2 separate regions of the Ovis aries genome follow, and region 1 is linked to region 2. A link is a contact called in public Hi-C data. All regions are on one chromosome and are shown on one strand. The core of a region is the stretch at or near the end of the contact, and the rest is flanking DNA. Distances in the headings are between cores, read along the strand shown.

Evidence for each region. Hi-C and Micro-C count contacts between places; a contact is called where the count stands out from the background.
Region 1: a contact with region 2 is called in a Hi-C map of blood, with 2.8 times the contacts expected there. The contact joins the enhancer-like site here to the promoter of MBNL1 in region 2. A contact is called at or near these places in 4 of 16 Hi-C or Micro-C datasets (blood and tail adipose tissue).

Annotation. Positions count from the first base shown.
Region 1 is chr1:236,363,971-236,369,175 of ARS-UI_Ramb_v3.0, forward strand. No RefSeq gene overlaps it. Among named protein-coding and RNA genes, the nearest start is that of MBNL1, 68 kb to the left of the region's middle. Within about 2 kb of position 3,346, at least 6 of the 54 cell types and tissues checked have an H3K27ac peak or open chromatin away from gene starts, as enhancers often do.
Region 2 is chr1:236,295,633-236,300,922 of ARS-UI_Ramb_v3.0, forward strand. It overlaps MBNL1 (muscleblind like splicing regulator 1), which reads right to left and starts at 2,458. Exons shown (of 8, transcript XM_060394763.1): 1 at 2,409-2,458.

The DNA.
Region 1 (5,205 bases), core at 2,096-4,595, 69 kb after region 2:
CCCCACTCCAGTACTCTTGCCTGGAAAATCCCATGGATGGAGGAGCCTGGTGGGCTGCAGTCCATGGGGTCACTAAGAGTCAGACACGACTGAGCAACTTCACTTTCACTTTTCACTTTCATGCATTGGAGAAGCAAATGGCAACCCACTCCAGGGTTCTTGCCTGGAGAATCCCAGGGACCAGGGGAGCCTGGTGGGCTGCCGTCTATGGGGTCGCACAGAGTTGGACACGACTGAAGTGACTTAGCAGCAGCAGCAGGTATATATACCTCACTTGAACTGATTCAAAATTTTTTTTTTAATGGCTAGAAGTAGCACCAACATATATATATACATATATATATATATATATATATATATATATATACATACTATCATGTGTTAAATGGATAGCTGGTGGAACGTTGCTGTATAACACAGGAAGCCCACTCTGGAGCTCTGTGATGGGGTGGGGTGGGAGTAGGGGAGGGAGGGGAGATATATGTATTATTATGGCTGTTGTTGTACAGCCATATAATTTGTGTTGCTGTACAGCAGAAACTAACACAACATTGTAAAAATTAAAAAACAAAAAATAAAAATAAATTCTAAAACAAACACTTGGAAGAAAAGATCCAGGGAACCATGAGAGCAAAATAGAGAGACTCAATTTAAATTGAGGAATCTCTCAGTTAGCAATACTGTGAGATCCAAAGTACAGACAGGATTAGTTGAGCAAAGATTAGGTGGAAATCCATTCAGTTAGAAGGAGCAGCATTTTCATAGGCATTAAGGAACTTTCTGAAGAAGATTAAGTGTGACCATTGAATAAAATGAGAGAAGGAATTGCATCTAGATGGAACACATGTCCCAGGCTGCAAAAGAAAATGTGCTTATCCATTCCTTCTTCTAACCTGAGTACTGAACAATTTTTATGTAATTATCCATCCTTGACTTACAAATTTTATAAATATCTCACATCCCCTCATAGCTCAGTTGGTAAAGAATCTGTCTGCAATGCAGGAGCCCCCGGTTAGATCCCCTGGAGAAGGGATAGGCTACCCACTCCAGTGTTCTTGAGCTTTCCTTGTGGCTCAGCTGGTAAAGAATGCGTCTGGATGTGGGAGACCTAGGTTCGATCATTGGTTTGGGAAGATCCCCTGGAGAAGGGAAAGGCTACCCAATCCAGTATTCTGGCCTGGAGAATTCCATGGACTGTATAGTCCATGGGGTTGCAAAGAGTTGGACATGACTGAGCGACTTTTACTTTCACTATCTCCCCTACTAAACCAGCTCCTTGATGGCAAGAATTATTTCTTATTCCTATTTTTGTCCTCTGTATCATGCATAATGACCCATGGGTAGTGACAACAAGGCTGACTTCCTAAGTGTAGTACTGAGAGGGACCCTTGTTGATTTAACTCTCTACTGTCACCATCTTCCATTTCTCAATACTTTTGGAATAAAGGGACCTGCATTTTCATTTTTCACTGAAACCCCCAAGTAACTTAGTTAGTCTTGAGTGACTACAAAGGTTCTGAGTGAATGAGGGGCTCAAAGGTTAAGGGAATCGAGTTAGAGTATTCTGTAGGGTATTTTTTCTTTTAGGGTCAACTTTATTCCAGGAACACCATATGATTCTTGGTTATATGATGGATAGCTGAGAAATGGACAGTGTTCTTTAAGGGAAGTCCCTAGTCCTTCAGGGTGCTATTCCTTAAACACTAAATTGAACTTCTTTTTCACTTGGCCACTGTGACGTATTTTGGTCTTCCTAGAACCCACTCAGTTGAAGCATTTTCTTTCATGAACACTTTTCAGAATCTACACTAGGAATTAGTCTAAGTCCCAGACATTACTTATGAGGTCATTCATCTCTTTGCATTATATGAATTCTTTGTCCCCTATCACAAGTGCAAATGTGGAGACATATTATGTCATTCAGGCCCCTGCTCATGAGTCTACTGAAGCTTGTTAAAAAAAAAGCAGAAGCAACAAAGAACTTCAATTAGGAAGTTTAATCACATTATTTGTGCCTGGCAGTGACTGAGACTGGACATTTTGAAACTGAAGGCTTGTGATTTTGGGGGTCTGAAGAAATTAGTTTTGTTCTTAGTTGAGATGAGTACAATGCTGGAAAGTTGTGAGAACATGCACAGTTGTGAGAACCTGGGATAAATATTGAGTTATTGACTGAATTGCTCTTTTTATTTGAGAAGCCACTTGGAGAATACTGAAGGATTTTTTTCATGCTCCAGTTCACCAAGCTATAATCAACATTATTACGAAGTTTTGATATGACAGGCTACCTCGCTCTATCTATCTGGCCAGTGATCCATGGATTATGACCTCTTTCATGAGGTTGACGACCTAAACTATTTTACCTCATGAGGAGTTTTTACAGTTACTTGCAGCAGTGAGTCGAAAAAGTACCTGTAGAGTACAACAATGTACCATTTATTCAATTCATTGCCTGCTAACACACTGTACAGATTCCAAGTCTATTTCATGTGAGACTTTTAAGGATCCCAGTGGGCAATCTCATGTGCATACTGAGCTTAAGCCTGGGTTGTTATCTCTCTGTTAAATAATGATGGTGAATATTTCCATTAATAGTGATTGCCATACTTCATCATCTTTCAGAAGAGCTAAGAACATATTGTAAAATTAGTGACTACAAATATTGTTTTGAGAGAAAGTGAAATTTAAACCTATGCAATCGAACAGGACTGCATAAATCTAGCCTTGTCACCTTGGTGATTATTTAGAGACATGGAGTTATACTCTTGCTAAGCGAGAACATTCATTTTGTAATGGTGGAATATTGTGAATCAGTATTATTTATGAACAAATATCATCCCTGTGGATTTTTTTTCTAAATCCCTCAAGAAGGATTCCTCTTTGGTAGCTTACTTGTACATTGTACATTTTTCCTGGGAGTTCTTAATCTTCCTCAATGTATTCATTTTTATCATTTTATCTCTCTAGCTGAAAGCTCCTTGAATGTAGGGACCACTCTTTGAGGGCAGGGATTTTTTGAAATCTTTATCCACAGTTTTCTGGAAAGTAATAAATGCTTATTAAATAAATAATGAAAAAAACATGTAAATGATTCTTTTTTTAAATTGTATCATAGGTATCTGTATCTCCTTAGTCCAGCCATTTAAATAACCATCAAGTCTATGAAAGACAGTCTGGTGCAGTAGGAAACTTATACCAGACCCAGAAGTTGTAAGGACCTCTGAGAAGGTGCCCATGTGTGATGAGCTCTGGAAAGCAGAGTGTTTTCTATCCTAGAGGCAAGACTGTCTAGCTCAAGTGGCAGAGGCAGGCAGTGTTGAGCAAACAGCACGGGGCCTGCTCTGATGCTTCTGCTCACAGAAAACCACATCCTCACCCTTGGGGTGAGTTAGTCTCTGAAGGGCCTGGCCAGTGCTCTAACATCTGAAAGGAAGCACTCCTTTTTAACTTTTGCACCTCCCCCCCCCCCAATATAGGCTCTAGTGGGAAGATGGAGAAGTATAATTAAAGCCCCTAGCAAACATTTTTTTTGTCAGATGATAGAAACATCTAATTTAATGAAAGAAATTAGGAAGGATTCATTTCTACACTTGCATTTCAAATTTGTTAAATTCTGTAGGGCAAAATGCCAATGCATTCATTTACAGAGAGACAAATATTTCACAGGTGTATGTAAAAGACATCTTGTAAAGAATGCTTTTTGTAAACAAGAGCAATCTAGATTGGGTTCTGCTTCTCTCCTTCTACAGAACCAGTATCAGTTCTTAAAAAAAAAGGAGTATATATTCACATATATTAAAAAGCCTACTTATAAAGCAGTCAAACTAATTGTAGAAAACTTTAATCTGTCAATCTGATTAAGAATATTGTCTAGATGCCAATGGGAGACCCATTTCATAGGACAGGATAAAAGAATGTTAACAAAATTGGAATAGTTTTTATAGCTCTCTTTTCCCCTAATTTGGTTGTAGAAAGATATTGTTTTCTACGTAAGTTTTCCCTTTTGACTTTTGGCTCCGCTAATTTTTTTCTCAACATAATTTCCAATTACAGCATAAAATGCACTATTATTTATGGATAGTTTAAAAGGTAAGTAATACCCATTTTATTTTACTTTTCCCCAAATCATTTTGAATGTACATTTTTCTTTTTAATTGTTATTTTCTTTTTTTTTAAAATTGTGTACAGGAAAATTTTACTCTCAAGGGACTTTTGTAAACACTGCTGTCCCTCTTCCCAACCCTTCTATGCTCACACAGAAGCATGATTTTTATTTTATTTTATTTTGAACTATCAGGAGACCATTCCTTCACCTTAGGAAGGAAATATTGGTTAGTTTAAGACAACTATTCATCCTTTCACTAATGTAATGGAAATGATCACATGATGTAATTCACACCAGGGGAAGGCCTGCTGGAAGCAACTAGGGAAATTGTTACTTTCATTAATAAGAGGCATAAGAAAATATATGCCCTCTTGTAACAGTTTTTGGGTGATAATGCAATATTTGCAACTATTACAGCCAACTTAGAGTTTTGTGGAAGAGATAAGGGTGCCTGTGGGGCAAAGCTAAGGAATTAGAAAGAAAAGATGAACAGATCATGAATCAATTTAAAAATCTTTGTGAGTTAACAAATTATCTTATGTTTTAAGCCAATTTAAGTAGCATCCTCTCTTATTCATCGAAAAATGTTAACAGATATTGCACTGTTTTTGGAGACTCATGGCTTCCATTGAGAGAGGGGCTATGATTTCATTCCAGAAGTTGTCATTGAACTCAATATTTTTTCTTGAATGTGCAAACTCAGCCAATTAAGGTCTATAATTTGATTCTTAGGATATTAGATGAAGACAAAGTTAAGCTTAAGCTAAAATTCTGTAGTTCCAAATATCTATATTTTCAAAAATATTTTGACATTTAAACTATATGGGTACAGAATTAAGCTGCTGTAGTCTTGCCTTTAGAATGCCATTTACATTTTGAAAACTTCCTTTCTTTTCCTCTCCCTGTTTGCTTTTACCCAATAGATTATTATAAAGTGAATCTGAAACATTTTGATCCATTATTATACTGAGACATCAAAATCATCAAGATGTGACGACTGAAAATTTTATCAACAAGACATAGACTTTTAGGGAACTTTACACAATTCTGATCATTTTATTAGGTCCTGAATATCCAGAAAATGCAGTTGATAGTCACAT
Region 2 (5,290 bases), core at 1,208-3,707:
AGGTCATATAGTCAACTGTGTCTTATTAAGACAGATATAAAATTTCACAATGCCATACAGCAGTCATTCAGTTTTAACTTTTATTCGACTCAGTGAAAATTGATGCCTTATGTAGTATGTCACATGAATATAATTCTAATGAAACATAGTAAAATATGTGTCTATAGTTTAAAAGTCAAAATTTATGTTTCCCAGCAATAAATTATTTACAGTATGATATCTACTTTCACTTAAAAATTTTGGATGTGGTTGTTCATTGGTCAGTTGCCAAGTCATGTCCAGTTCTTTGCGACTTTGGCTGCGGGGGGCAAAGTCTGAATGTTTTATGTAATGACAGTGGTGAAATAAAAAGTCTATGTAATGGAAATTCCCTGGTGGTCCAATGGCTAGGTCTCCATGCTCCCAATGCAGGGGACCCGGGGTTCAATCCCTGGCCAGAGAATTAGATCCCACATGCCTCAACTAAAAAAAAAAAAAAGATCCCACGTGCTGAAACTAAGACCCAGCGCAATCTGAATAAATAAATACATAAATATTTTTAAAAGTTAATAACAAAAAAAGCCTATGCAGTGCATCCAGCTGTTTTCCTAACAATGCCAAGAATATCCCCTCCAACTATCTGCATGACTTATGCAAACACAGCCAGATACGCACTGACTTTTTTTTCTGTAGGTATAATTTTCTTAAAGGCAGAAAATAGTCTAAGCTTATTTTCCGTAATCTAGGACGCGGCTGTTCGTTCAGAGACTTTAATAATTCTCAACAACAACAACAACATCAACACATCTGTCTTGCCAGCAAGATAGCATTTTCCCTATTTATTTAGCCTTCATTTGCATTCTGAATTACAGCAGTGATCAATTTAGATTCTAATTTCCTTGGATTATGTTTTCTCTTTGTTGTCATCAGCTATTCAGCGTAACACCGCACTATGTATAGTATACACACAGCACATAATAGTTCATGATGTCAAAATATCTCATACTTAAAATTCTGGACACTTAATAATATTTCCATCATTTTTTTTAATAGAGAAGGGCATTAAAAATTATATTGTTGCAAATAACATAAGAAGTAGTTGTATTTAATTGATGTGTGATACATAAAGATGAAGGTGCATAATTTTAATGGTTTTCTCACAACTATCAGCTTAATTTAAAAATGTTAATTAGTTAAGAATGTCAAACTTTAGTCAACAGTTTACTTCCTGAATTTATAACACGATCAATCTGTTTTTGTTTCTTTTTTTTCTCCTTATAATCAAAAGACAGCAACTCTTGTTACCGCACTTGACGTGAAAACGGTTTTTTTAAAAAAGCTTTTTTCCAGGTAATGTGGTAGAACCAGTATGACAGTACTGTTTACCAAAATAGTAAAAATTAAATCCATTAATTGACTGAACAGCATAGACTTTCTCTTTTGGAAGCCATGCTATTATTCTAACTGAAAAAGCAAACCAAGTATTATTATTTGAATATATATATATGTTATCTATATGTGTGTATAAGTGCATTTTTCTTTTTAAAGATGTATTGAGATAAATTGTAATGATTTTGGCCAAAGTACATGGAAACCAACTGCTTTTAAAAGGAAGATTTAAAAATTGTTGTATAAAGAATACAATTGCATTAAAAACAATTAATTCATGTTAATATGTGCAAACATTACTCTAATTGGGACAAGCAATTGGAAAAAAATTACATTGTATTTAGATTACTTTAGAATTTCCTAGTGAGATCAGTTTCAGCTCAGTTTGATCTCCAGTTACAAATCCTAATGGTCTTTGTTTTAGTTCTTGCTCTGTTGTTAAGCATTAAACTGTAAACTGATCTTAAGACAAACATATTAGTTTTTTTTTAGATCGTATCATATACACCACAAATTGCTTTTCTAAAGTATTTAAATATCACTGTAATGTGATGATATGAAAAATAACACTGAAATGTCCTTTTAGAATAATACATTTTCACAATGAGTAAACAAATGCAAGAATATCTTTTCCCCAGAAAATGTTCAACTAATAATATGCAAAATTAACAAACCAATATATGTAGGAGAATTTACTGGAGCTGGGAAAGAAAAAAGTTCTCAAAATTTATCATTAATATAAAAATTCTTTTAGTGTAAACTGTGTACAAACTTATGAAGAAAGAGTATATTTAACTTTGCAGTTAAAATAATTTAATGGTCAATGAGAACTTGTAAAATTTCCAGCTTTTTAAAGATTGTATGAAATTGAGACATTGTAAATTTACTAAGCATTTTCATTTGAAACATTGACTACTCACTTGAGAGAGAGATCCGGTTTAATTTAACTTACTTTGTAATCTGGCCAGTATTTAAATTTGTTGTTCTATAAGTAACAACCCAAATAAAATAAAAAATAATAAGTAATACTTTGTTCTTACCTCTATGTCTTATTTACAGTTGCTTGTTGGGCTGCTTAGAGAACTGAATTAAACTAACAGCACCTCAAAGAACTCTGTTCTCTGCTCTGCTCTGCTCTCCTCTCTAGACACATTTTTTTTTTTTCCCCTCTGCAAAGTGATAGTCTACTGAAAGAGGAAGTTGTGAAACACCACAGTCATTATGCTTTATAAATTCTACAGAGAACAGAAAATTTTTCACAAAGCTTTCACTTGAAATCATGGTAACAGCCCATAATTGGTGTGTACACATATAAAATTAATGTATATAGTTATACGTGTAAGCAAATTTTAGAAAAGTTAAAGAAATTTATACTTAAGTAATGTTCATTTACATGAGGAAACATCTCCTCTGTGGTTAAATGAAAATCATAGAAAAACAGAAAATATTGCTCTATGTGGAAGAAATTGTCAGGCTGATATGTGAGGAATAAACTTACCTTTTCATAAGGCTAATTAATGTAAAGTCTTTGGAGTATGACCTAAATGCTAACCTGACTACAGACATTTTGTAAAAAGAAAAAAGTTCAGTAAACGGGCATTTTCCTGGAATCTGAATAGTGGTTTTTTTACCTAAAAGTTTTAAACTTCCTTTCCCATGAATGGTTGCCTGTTTCATATAGATAAAGCATTGCAAAACTGAAACTGTTCCTTATTCATGAGCTATGATCTCTCTCAACTTCAGCCACAAGAATAAAAAACAGGTGCAGATTCTGCAATGCTGTGCATTTAACTGGTTAATTTTCTAAGAAGATAGGCATTAATTAAAGATATCTATGGGACAGTAGGGACAATATTTGAAAAAGGACATAAAAACAGTTGGGCAACACATATACTATTGCCAACTTCAAATAAAAGGAAATACTCGTATATACACTTCACCCAGGTTACTGGGTCATAGAAGCAAATGGGTAGCTGCAATTTTTATGTGGCGGTCCTTCCCACCTTCCCTTGCTGGTTGGGGAAGAGATAGGGGGTGAATTGCAAGAATAATTAAGTAATTATGCAGACCTCCACACATTGCAAGAACTGCTTTCTGAACTTTAGAAACTACCATACTCTCAGGGTATCACATGCTGCTTTACTTAACCTTATTTTCAAAGAGGCAATAAAAAGTAATTAGGGGATGATTAAAAATGGAAACATTTTCCATTTCACCTAAAGTCATACTTAATGTGAATTTGCAGTAAGTGAAAATAAATGAATAAACAACACTAAGAAAGCTCCCTCCGCCCCCCCCCGACGCTGAAATCAAACCAAATAAAAACTCCACCATAGAGTCATCAATAGGAAATTTGATTTAAAAAGTGACATACTTATAGAAAAACTTTGAAGAAAAAGTTATTATTGGTGTGATTAACATTGCTTAGATTCTATGTATTTTGAGAGACTTTAAATATTACTGTATGTGAGTGTTATTATAAAACATTAAGCCTATTTGTTGCTCAAAGACCCAGGTTTACTCCTGGAAGCACAGTGCTCAGTATCTCCGGATGATTTTAATGTGCTAGTTCAATATTTGTGTCCCTTTTACCTGGGTGGTAGATGTATATCACTATTTCTCTAAAAATCCTTTCCAGGCTGGTGAATATGTTCAAGGTTCCTCCATTTCAAAAAATCTCTGACTTTACTGCCCTATTACTTTTCCTTTTGAAAACGTTGTCACCATTGACTTCTTTCAATTATTTAAAATTTTAAAAAAATTATTTAATTTTGGCTGCACTGGGTCTTTGTTGCTTTGTGCAGGCTTTCTCTAGTTAAAGAGAGTTGGGGCTCCTCTGTAGTTGCAGTGTATGGGCTTCTCATTGCAGTGACTTCTCTTGTTGCAGAGTATGAGCTCTAGGGCTCACAGGCCTCAGTAGTTGCAGCACGTGGGCTAAGTAGTTGTGGTTCACGAGCTTAGCTGCTCCACAGCATGTGAAATCTTCCTGGACCAGAGATGGAACCCATGTCCCTTGCACTGGCAGGCATATTGTTATCCATTGTCACCAGGGAAGTCCTACTTCTGTCATTTTTTAAAAGCATATATACCAGAGGTATTGTTTGCACATTGTTGTACAACCATAAGGCTTCCCAGTTGGCGCTAGTGGTAAAGAATCCTCTTGTCAATGCAGGAGACAGACATGGGTTTGATCACTGGGTCAGGAAGAATCCCCTGAAGAAGGAAATGGCAACACACTCTAGTATTCTTGCCTGGGAAATCCCATGGACAGAGGAGCTTGGCAGGCTACAGTCCATGGGATCATGAGTTGGACATGACTTATCAACTAAACCACTACCACCATTATTCCATTATTTGTCTATACTATATTTTGTTGATCCAGTCATTCTCTAATGGATGTTTGAGTTACTTTCACCTTTTGGCTGTTGTGAATAATGCTGCTATGAACATGAGCATACAAATATCTGTCTCTACTTCCAATTCTTTTGTGTATATGTATGTGTGTGCATGCTCAATAGTGTCCGACTCTTTGCGAACCCCTGTACAGTAGCCCACCAAGGTCCTCTGTCCATGGGATTTTCCAGGCAAGAATACTTGAGACTGTTTTCATTTCCTACTCCAGGGGAACTTCCTGACCCATAGATAGAACTTGCATCTCTGATGTCCCCCGCTTTGGCAGGTGGATTCTTATATAGCTAGAAGTAAAGTTGCTGGATTATGTGCTTTTCTTTTTAAAAAATTTTTGAGGAACTTCCATACTGTTAAATCTTCCTGTCTTCCTTATTCGTCATGCCTCTGCATTCTGGTTTCTGTCTCTGCTGTGTATCAAGACTCTCAAAGTCATAGAATGATCTTGATACCAAATCCAAACGACAACTCAAAGCCCTGGTATTTGACCTCTTTGCAACATGTGCCACTGTTG